2 separate regions of the Mus musculus genome follow, and region 2 is linked to region 1. Evidence: chromatin contacts called from public HiChIP or PLAC-seq data. All regions are on one chromosome and are shown on one strand. The core of a region is the stretch at or near the end of the contact, and the rest is flanking DNA. Distances in the headings are between cores, read along the strand shown. Region 1 has its middle 120 kb from the start of Gm30073. Region 2 holds the start of Dram1 (DNA-damage regulated autophagy modulator 1).

Region 1 (3,606 bases), core at 721-3,220:
CAAAAAACTCAAAAATATGAAACATTAAATAAACAAGGACCTCAATTAAGAAGCATCCTATGGAACTGAGCAGGACATTTTCAAAAGATAGGCAAATGGATAGGAAATACTTTAAAATGTGGCCAACATCTGTAGAGTTCACAGAAATGTAAATCAAAAGAACTTCTGATTCCATCTCACCCTAGCCGGAAAAGCTATCATCAGGACCACAGATAATGTGAATGTAACGAACAGGAAGCCCTTATCCACCAGTGTAGATACTTTGGAAGCTTATTTGGAAAATTTTCAAAAACTAAGCACAGAACTGCCTCATGGCCCAGTCAGCACTCCTGTGCATATGCCCAAAGGACCTTATACCTGTACCGTGCTACAGAGAGACACTTGGCCTTCATGTTCATTGCTGTTTCATTCACAATAGCTAGAATGTGGATCCAAGCTAGATCCATTATTAACAGATGAATGGATAAGGAAAATATGGTAAATATATACAAGGGGATGTTACCCAGCTCTGAAGAGCACTGAAGTAATAAAGTTTACTCTTGAATAAAATATACTGAGAAAAAGATACCTCAAGCCTAGACACAAATCTCATATTCTCTCCTATGCTTCAAGTCTCCTTTTATATGTTTAATGTGGGGCACAAGTAGATTGCTTTTCCACCATAACTGCAATGTCCATAGCCAAGTTCAAGTTCATGTCTTGACTTAGTATGAACGGATCCTCACTAGAGCAACCATGCTGGCATCTTGTTCCTTTCCAACATGTATTCCTTTGACTGATCTTGGACTGATGAGTATGATTGTCCCTTGTCAGTAGAAGACACACATCAACTGACCTTCTTCTGCTCTGGTAGGAAAGGAGAAGGTAGCTGTACATAGATTGTCTGGCATCATGTGCTCATGGCTAAGAACCTTCGTGATCTCGAGATCCATCTTACTGGGTGGCTCTTAGTCTCAGATGCATGTGCTAGTGAGAGCTATGAAGAAGGCATCATCAGAAAGTTCATTTAGTCAAGTAAGCATCAGTCTCCAAGCTGTTTTCTTCTTACTTGGAAAACTGGTACTTGATTTTGATTGCTCACCTTCCTATGTGTCATTTCGGCAACTTGGAATTTGGGTGAGTAAAACAGCCACACAATGACACACTTTCTTAAGATGATTAATTTAAATACAAACTCTACATCTTGTGCTAGTCTGGAACACTCATGAAATAGGAAATCTTCTGCTTCGTGGTCTTTTTTCCTGGTGCCTATCAGAGTGCTGTCAGTAAATCTTTGAAAATGAATAAATAAGTTTGTCTTCCGATCAGTAGTCTAAGAGTAGTACCTTGGCATTTGTGCCAACAAATGGTTTGAATTGGAGCTCCTATTTAATGGGTAGCCAAGGGACAAGAGGCACACCACGGTGTGTTCTTCTTGGAATTTTAACCCAGCACTTCCTGTTCTCAAATGAGTCCAAATACCTACTTAAGCCAATCTGTACTTTCCTCTATTGCTTGCCTGTCTCATGTCCTCAGAATTTGTACAGGAGAGGGTGGGCATTAGAAGTTAGTTGTATGGGAATCTATTCATTTCCTGTTTGCTCATACCACCTCAAACCCTGTGACAAAATTTTTATCTTTTATTGTTATATTGAAAAGTATGCATTAAAAATAGAGAGTAATAATAATAGAATTTAGAGTTGGACTTGTCTTCCAAATGCATCTTGAAAACTATAATTATTCTTCTAAATGAACCATTTATTCTTGAAAATGAATAAACAACTTTGTCTTGTGATCAGTACTCTAAGTGTAGTGTCTTGACATCTGTGCTTACAACTGGCCCAGTACCCTCCACTGTGCCTCTCCCCATAGAGGGCTCCATTAATTGACAATGGAACATTTACTTCCTGTCCCCCACACAGATGAGTAATGTTAAGTGCAGGATATTTGTGAATCATCAGTGTGGGGCCCCAGTAGTGGGGCCTTGTCCATACATGAAGCTTTGTATAAGTGTAGTTCAGTAGGTCATTGATTTCCTAGGTGACTCATGCCAAGCACATGCTGTGGTTTTGAAGATAAACTTCTGAACCCTTTTCCATGAAAAAAAGAATCCAGTTCTAGAAGGTGAATAACAGCCCATTGGTCATGATTGTTGTCTGCCTTGTTTCTCTTATAGTATTAGCCTGGCCTCCAGGAATTGCATTTGGTCAGCTGAAATCTCAGCTTCTGAGTGTGAAGGCCTGGTTAAACTCTCATCCAGGGCTAACGATGTATCTCAATTCACTATTTCCCCTTTTTATTGGTAAGGAGATAATGCTGTCTTTGAGATAGCTCATTCTTTCCATCTTCAGCTATCATCCATGATAACCATGATGGTGACTACTATTAATTGTCAGTTTGAGAAAAATCTAGACTCACCTGCAAGAGAACCTCTAAGCAGGTCTGTGGGTACTTTTCTTCATTGCATTAATTGGGATGGGAAGCCCTTCCAACTGAGGGTAGCACTATTCTGTGGGTGAAGAGAATGTGGGTAAAATGAAGAGAATAAGCAGCACATTAGCATATGCACGTTCATTTCTTGTCTCTGACTGGATTGCTCTCTTCTGAGTGGGGATTTAATATGAAAAGCTGCTTCAAGCTCCCAAAGTCTTGATTTCCCCTCCACAATGGACAATTTAAACTGTGAATGGAAATAAACCTCTCTGTGATGGTTTGAATGAAAATGGCTCCCATAGCCCCATAGAGATTGGCACTATTAGGAGGTGTGGCTTTGTTGGAACAAGTACATCACTAGGGGCCAGCTTTGAAGTCTCAGATGCTCAAGACAGGACCGATGTGGCATTCTCTTCCTGAAGCCCGCTGATCCAGATATAGAACTCTCAGCCCTTTCTCCAGCACCATGTCTTCCTGTGTGACACCACGGCTCCCACCATGATGAGAATGAACTAAACCTTAAGCAAGCCCCAAATTAAGTGTTTTTCTTTATAAGAGTTGCTATGATCATGGTGTTTCCTCACAGCAATAGAAACCCTAACTAAGACATTCCCTGGAGCTGATTTTGTCTGAGTTTTATTGCAGCAACAGGAAAAGTAATTAAGAAAAGATTAAACCATAACAGCATGGGCATCAAACAGTCAGAGCTTCCACATGCCTGGCATGTGTATATTAGACATTATGTTAGAAATAACTATTGAGCAACCTTTTGAAACATAATAAATGATAACTCAATGCAAAAAAAAAAACAGATTAGAAAGTAGTAAAGGAAAGTCGGGGGTCGGGGAGGCCAAGAAGGAGGAAGAGTTCAAAGCATGGTCATGAGCAAGTTACAATATAGCTTTGATTATGCTTTGGAAACCTTTCACTTTCCCCAAAACTCTGTGTATCTTCTTTCGTACATTAAGATTCATCATTATGTCTGCTTAAATACATGCAATTTTAACTGAAGCTGAAGGAGTTTTCTTTCCTTTCTCCATAACAGGATGTTGTCAACTATAACTAAGCCTCATATGCATGAGGGGCTAAATATTAGCAAGTATTTATTCTGAAAATGCCTAACAGTGAAGTCTCTGGAAACATGAGGCTGTGAAATGGTGTAAGGAACAGTAAGACCAGGTAGCATTGAGATGC
Region 2 (3,606 bases), core at 532-3,031, 680 kb before region 1:
GAAAGCCCAGGTACCTAAAGTTGGCTGCAGGCTTTTGCATAGCATAGCAGTTCAACCCTTCCGTCTTCCATTGTGACCGATATGATCTAATTTCCTGAAACCCAAGACATGCTTTTGTTGGCAAGTCTAAATAGATTGATTTTGGTGTTGCCTTGGATTTAATTGCCTCTTTGCTTTCTGGCACCAGCAGCCTTTGGTTGTCAGTCCCCATACACACTTGCAGTCATTACTGTCCTTGCTGTGACTAATTACCTAAGAAAAGGCTGCTTAAAGGTGGAAGGACTTATTTTGGCTCACAGTTCACAGGAATTCGGCCCACCATGGCAGGCAAGTCACACAGTAGACCAACTTGATCTGAAGCACCGAGGGAGGGAGAAAATGTTCCCCTGGCTTTCTCTTCCTCTCCTTTTTATTCACTCAGAGCCCATGGGATGGTGCTGCTTGCTTGAAGTTAAGCCTTTTTGGGAAATGCCTTCAGAGACACATCCATGGTGTGTTACATTAATATTCTAGGTATCTCCTAATATCATTAAGTTGGCAATTGAAATGAATCATCATTATGCTGGCTTTCCTCAAAATTAGCATATTCATTGTAATTAACAAAAATCCCTTAAGTAGTCTGCATTTGTCTTTGGGTATACAGCTTTACCTTGTATCTTAGTCAGGGTTTGTATTCCTGCACAAACATCATGACCAAGAAGCAGGTTGGGGAGGAAAGGGTTTACTCAGCTTACACTTCCACATTGCTGTTCATCACCAAAGGAAGTCAGGACAGGAACTCACAATCCCTGTAGGCTATTCCCTAGCATGGTATGGCACACAAGGCACATTTATGTGGCTGAGATGAACCTGTATTAGGTCATCTATGGCCAAAAGTGGGCTCAGAATTCCCAAACTATAGCTCAGACCCGCAGAGCTGGCCAGTGCTTCAGGAACACCAATTGGTTTGGTTTAGGTGGTGTCTGGCTGGGTGGATCTGAAATGGATCAAGTCATCTTGTCTTGCTGCTAGGAAATAAATACTCCAAGTAGAATTGGTGGGAACAGATATATACTCCAAGTAGCTTTTGGTGGGTGGGCCAGGGCTGGATCCAACCCTTTCTGTCACTTGCCTGAATTAGATCCTTTGTCCATTCTAGGCAAGTGCTCTACCATTGGGCTAAATTTCCAGCTCTTTAGAGGGCGGCTCACTAAGCTGCGAATTCAGACCTTGAACTTGTGATCCTCCTGCTTCAGCCTCCTTAGTAGCCAGGCAGCAGGGATGACAGACTTGTGCTATCAGGCCTGGTTACTATGCGATTTGGCTTTCCCGCTGCTTATCACAAAGGTGTATGTGACGTCCATGCCCAGTGGCCCAAACACCACTGAGCCCCTTTGCCTGAACCCCAGAACCCATAGCGGGACCCGATGGGGTGCGCATCACTGGTGGCCAAGGCTCTGGAAGGAAGCTCAGTGGGTGCTGGAGAGAGAGGCTCAGAGGAAAAACCCCCAAGGGAAGGAGGAGCTGGGAATCCAGCCAGTTTGGCGGGACTTGCCCAAGAGCTGGCCAGCCTCGCGGGGTCCCGCGTCTCCCGCCGCACCCACCCGTCGCTGTATCAAGCAAAAGCGAAAGGAAGCCGAGCGGTCCCGCGTGGCGTGGCGTGGGCGGGGAGGTGGCTGCGCGCTCTAGCTCCGCGGGACCAGGCTGCCGCTTTGTGACTTCACCGGTTTCGCAACAAGCCAGGACCGCCCGCGCCCCACCCACCCGGCTGCCCGTCCGCCCTCCGCCCTCGGGTCTCTGAGCGCTTCCCTCCCTCCGGGGCTGGGCCTGTCCCGGCCGTCCCGGAGTCTCTGTCCCGCCGCGCCGTTAGCTGTCTGTGTCTTGGCCACCGCCTCCAGGCAGTCCGCAGCAAGCCAGCTTCTTGGTCCGACGAGCTCAGCGCCCTCTCACCGCGATGCTGTGCTTCCTCAGGGGAATGGCTTTCGTCCCCTTCCTCCTGGTGACTTGGTCGTCCGCAGCCTTCATCATCTCCTACGTGGTCGCGGTGCTCTCTGGGCACGTCAACCCCTTTCTCCCCTATATCAGGTGAGGGGCAAGAGGAGCGTGAGGGAGGGACCAGGTGAGCTGAGAGGGAGGGAAGGCGTGCAAGCCAGGCATGGGTAGTGGAAATTCTTGAGGTAGTGGAAAGGTGTGACAAGATAATCTCTGGGATCCCCGGGCAAGTTTAGAGAGTCAGGAAGCACGTGTGGGTTCTGCCTTTAATGAGAAACAGTGCTCAGAGCCGCGCATCAAGCAGACAGCTAGACAGCTGGTGGCACCTTTAGACCTGGGGTATGGGATAAAATCTTGGGGAGAGCCTTCTTTGGTGACACTCAGACAAGGAGAGTTCCTAAGATACCATTTATTGTAAGTAGATCCAGGCATGTGGCAAACCGCTCACTTATTTCTCTTCCCAACAACTCCTGGCTCCTCCCCTCCCTCCCTCTCCCCCTCTCTGTCTCTGAGACTGGATCTCCCTATGTAGCCCAGGTTGGCCTGAAGTCTAGGGTGGTATACACAAGTCTACCTTCTTCTGCTTCTCTAGTGCTGGGATTTAAAAGTCTTCACCACCACAGGGGGCTCATTTCTAACAGCTAAAATTTCTTTTCCATGAAAGAAAATGGAGGTTTAAACTGGTGGAGATACACCAGTAGGTCATTGGCGTAAAAGCAACCCTGGACCCCTTGTGCCAACAGCAGCACCTTTAGGATGGACCTGCCTCATACTCCTCTGGACCTGGTGCCTCTAAAGTCAGAGTCCTCAAGTTGTCAAAACCTGTGAAGTTTCTTGCCCTTATTTATTACTTTGTTTCCTACTTAGTCTCCGTCTTTCCTGAGGGTCCTTTATCCACAGCTGGGACAACAGCTTGATCCTCCTTTTTTGTTTATTAGATATTTTCTTCATTTACATTTCAAACCCTATCCCCAAAGTCCCCTATACCCTCCCCCCACCCTGCTCCCCAACCCACCCACTCCTGCTGCTTAGCCCTGGCATTCCCCTGTACTGGGGCATATGATCTTCAAAAGAAAGGCCCTCTCCTCCCATTGATGGCCGACTAGGTCATCCTCTGCTACATATACAACTAGAGACACGGCTCTGGTAGGGGAGGTACTGATTAGTTCATATTGTTGTTCCACCTATAGGGTTGCAGACCCATTCAGCTCCTTGGGTTCTTCTCTAGCTCCTTCATTAGGGGCCCTGTGTTCCATCAAATAGGTGACTGTGAGCATCCACTTCTGTATTTGCCAGGTACTGGCATAGCCTCACAACAGCTTGATCCTCTTTAACATTTCCATGTTAAATGACGGGTATCTGGGTATCTGTGTCCTTTGAGGAAGACTTTAAAGATTATATGTGCGTGTGTGTGTGTGTGTGTGTGTGTGTGTGTGTGTGTGTGTACATATATATATAGAGAGAGAGACAGAGACAGAGACAGAGACAGAGAGACAGAGAACTGTAGCTGTCTTCAGACACACCAGAAGGGGGCATCAGATCCCGTTACAGATGTTGTGAGCTACCCTGTGGGTGTTGGGAATTGAACTGAGGACCTCTAGAAGAGCAGTCAGTGCTTTTAACCTCTGAGCCATC

What was found. HiChIP or PLAC-seq counts read pairs in DNA pulled down with a chosen protein or histone mark.
Region 2: an H3K4me3 HiChIP or PLAC-seq map of bone marrow-derived macrophages shows a contact between it and region 1, with 6 times the contacts expected there. The contact joins the promoter of Dram1 here to the enhancer-like site in region 1. A contact is called at or near these places in 1 of 15 datasets of contacts at CTCF or cohesin (the NIH/3T3 cell line), 1 of 484 Hi-C or Micro-C datasets (bone marrow-derived macrophages), 3 of 115 datasets of contacts at active chromatin or transcription factors (bone marrow-derived dendritic cells, bone marrow-derived macrophages and embryonic stem cells) and 1 of 9 other capture datasets (macrophages).

What each region holds. Positions count from the first base shown.
Region 1 is chr10:87,677,600-87,681,205 of GRCm38.p6, reverse strand. No RefSeq gene overlaps it. Among named protein-coding and RNA genes, the nearest start is that of Gm30073, 120 kb to the left of the region's middle. Within about 2 kb of position 1,970, at least 23 of the 459 cell types and tissues checked have an H3K27ac peak or open chromatin away from gene starts, as enhancers often do. A contact at or near this core is called in bone marrow-derived macrophages and macrophages, where this site is marked.
Region 2 is chr10:88,355,250-88,358,855 of GRCm38.p6, reverse strand. It overlaps Dram1 (DNA-damage regulated autophagy modulator 1), which reads left to right and starts at 1,781. Exons shown (of 7, transcript NM_027878.2): 1 at 1,781-2,064. The coding sequence starts at 1,934.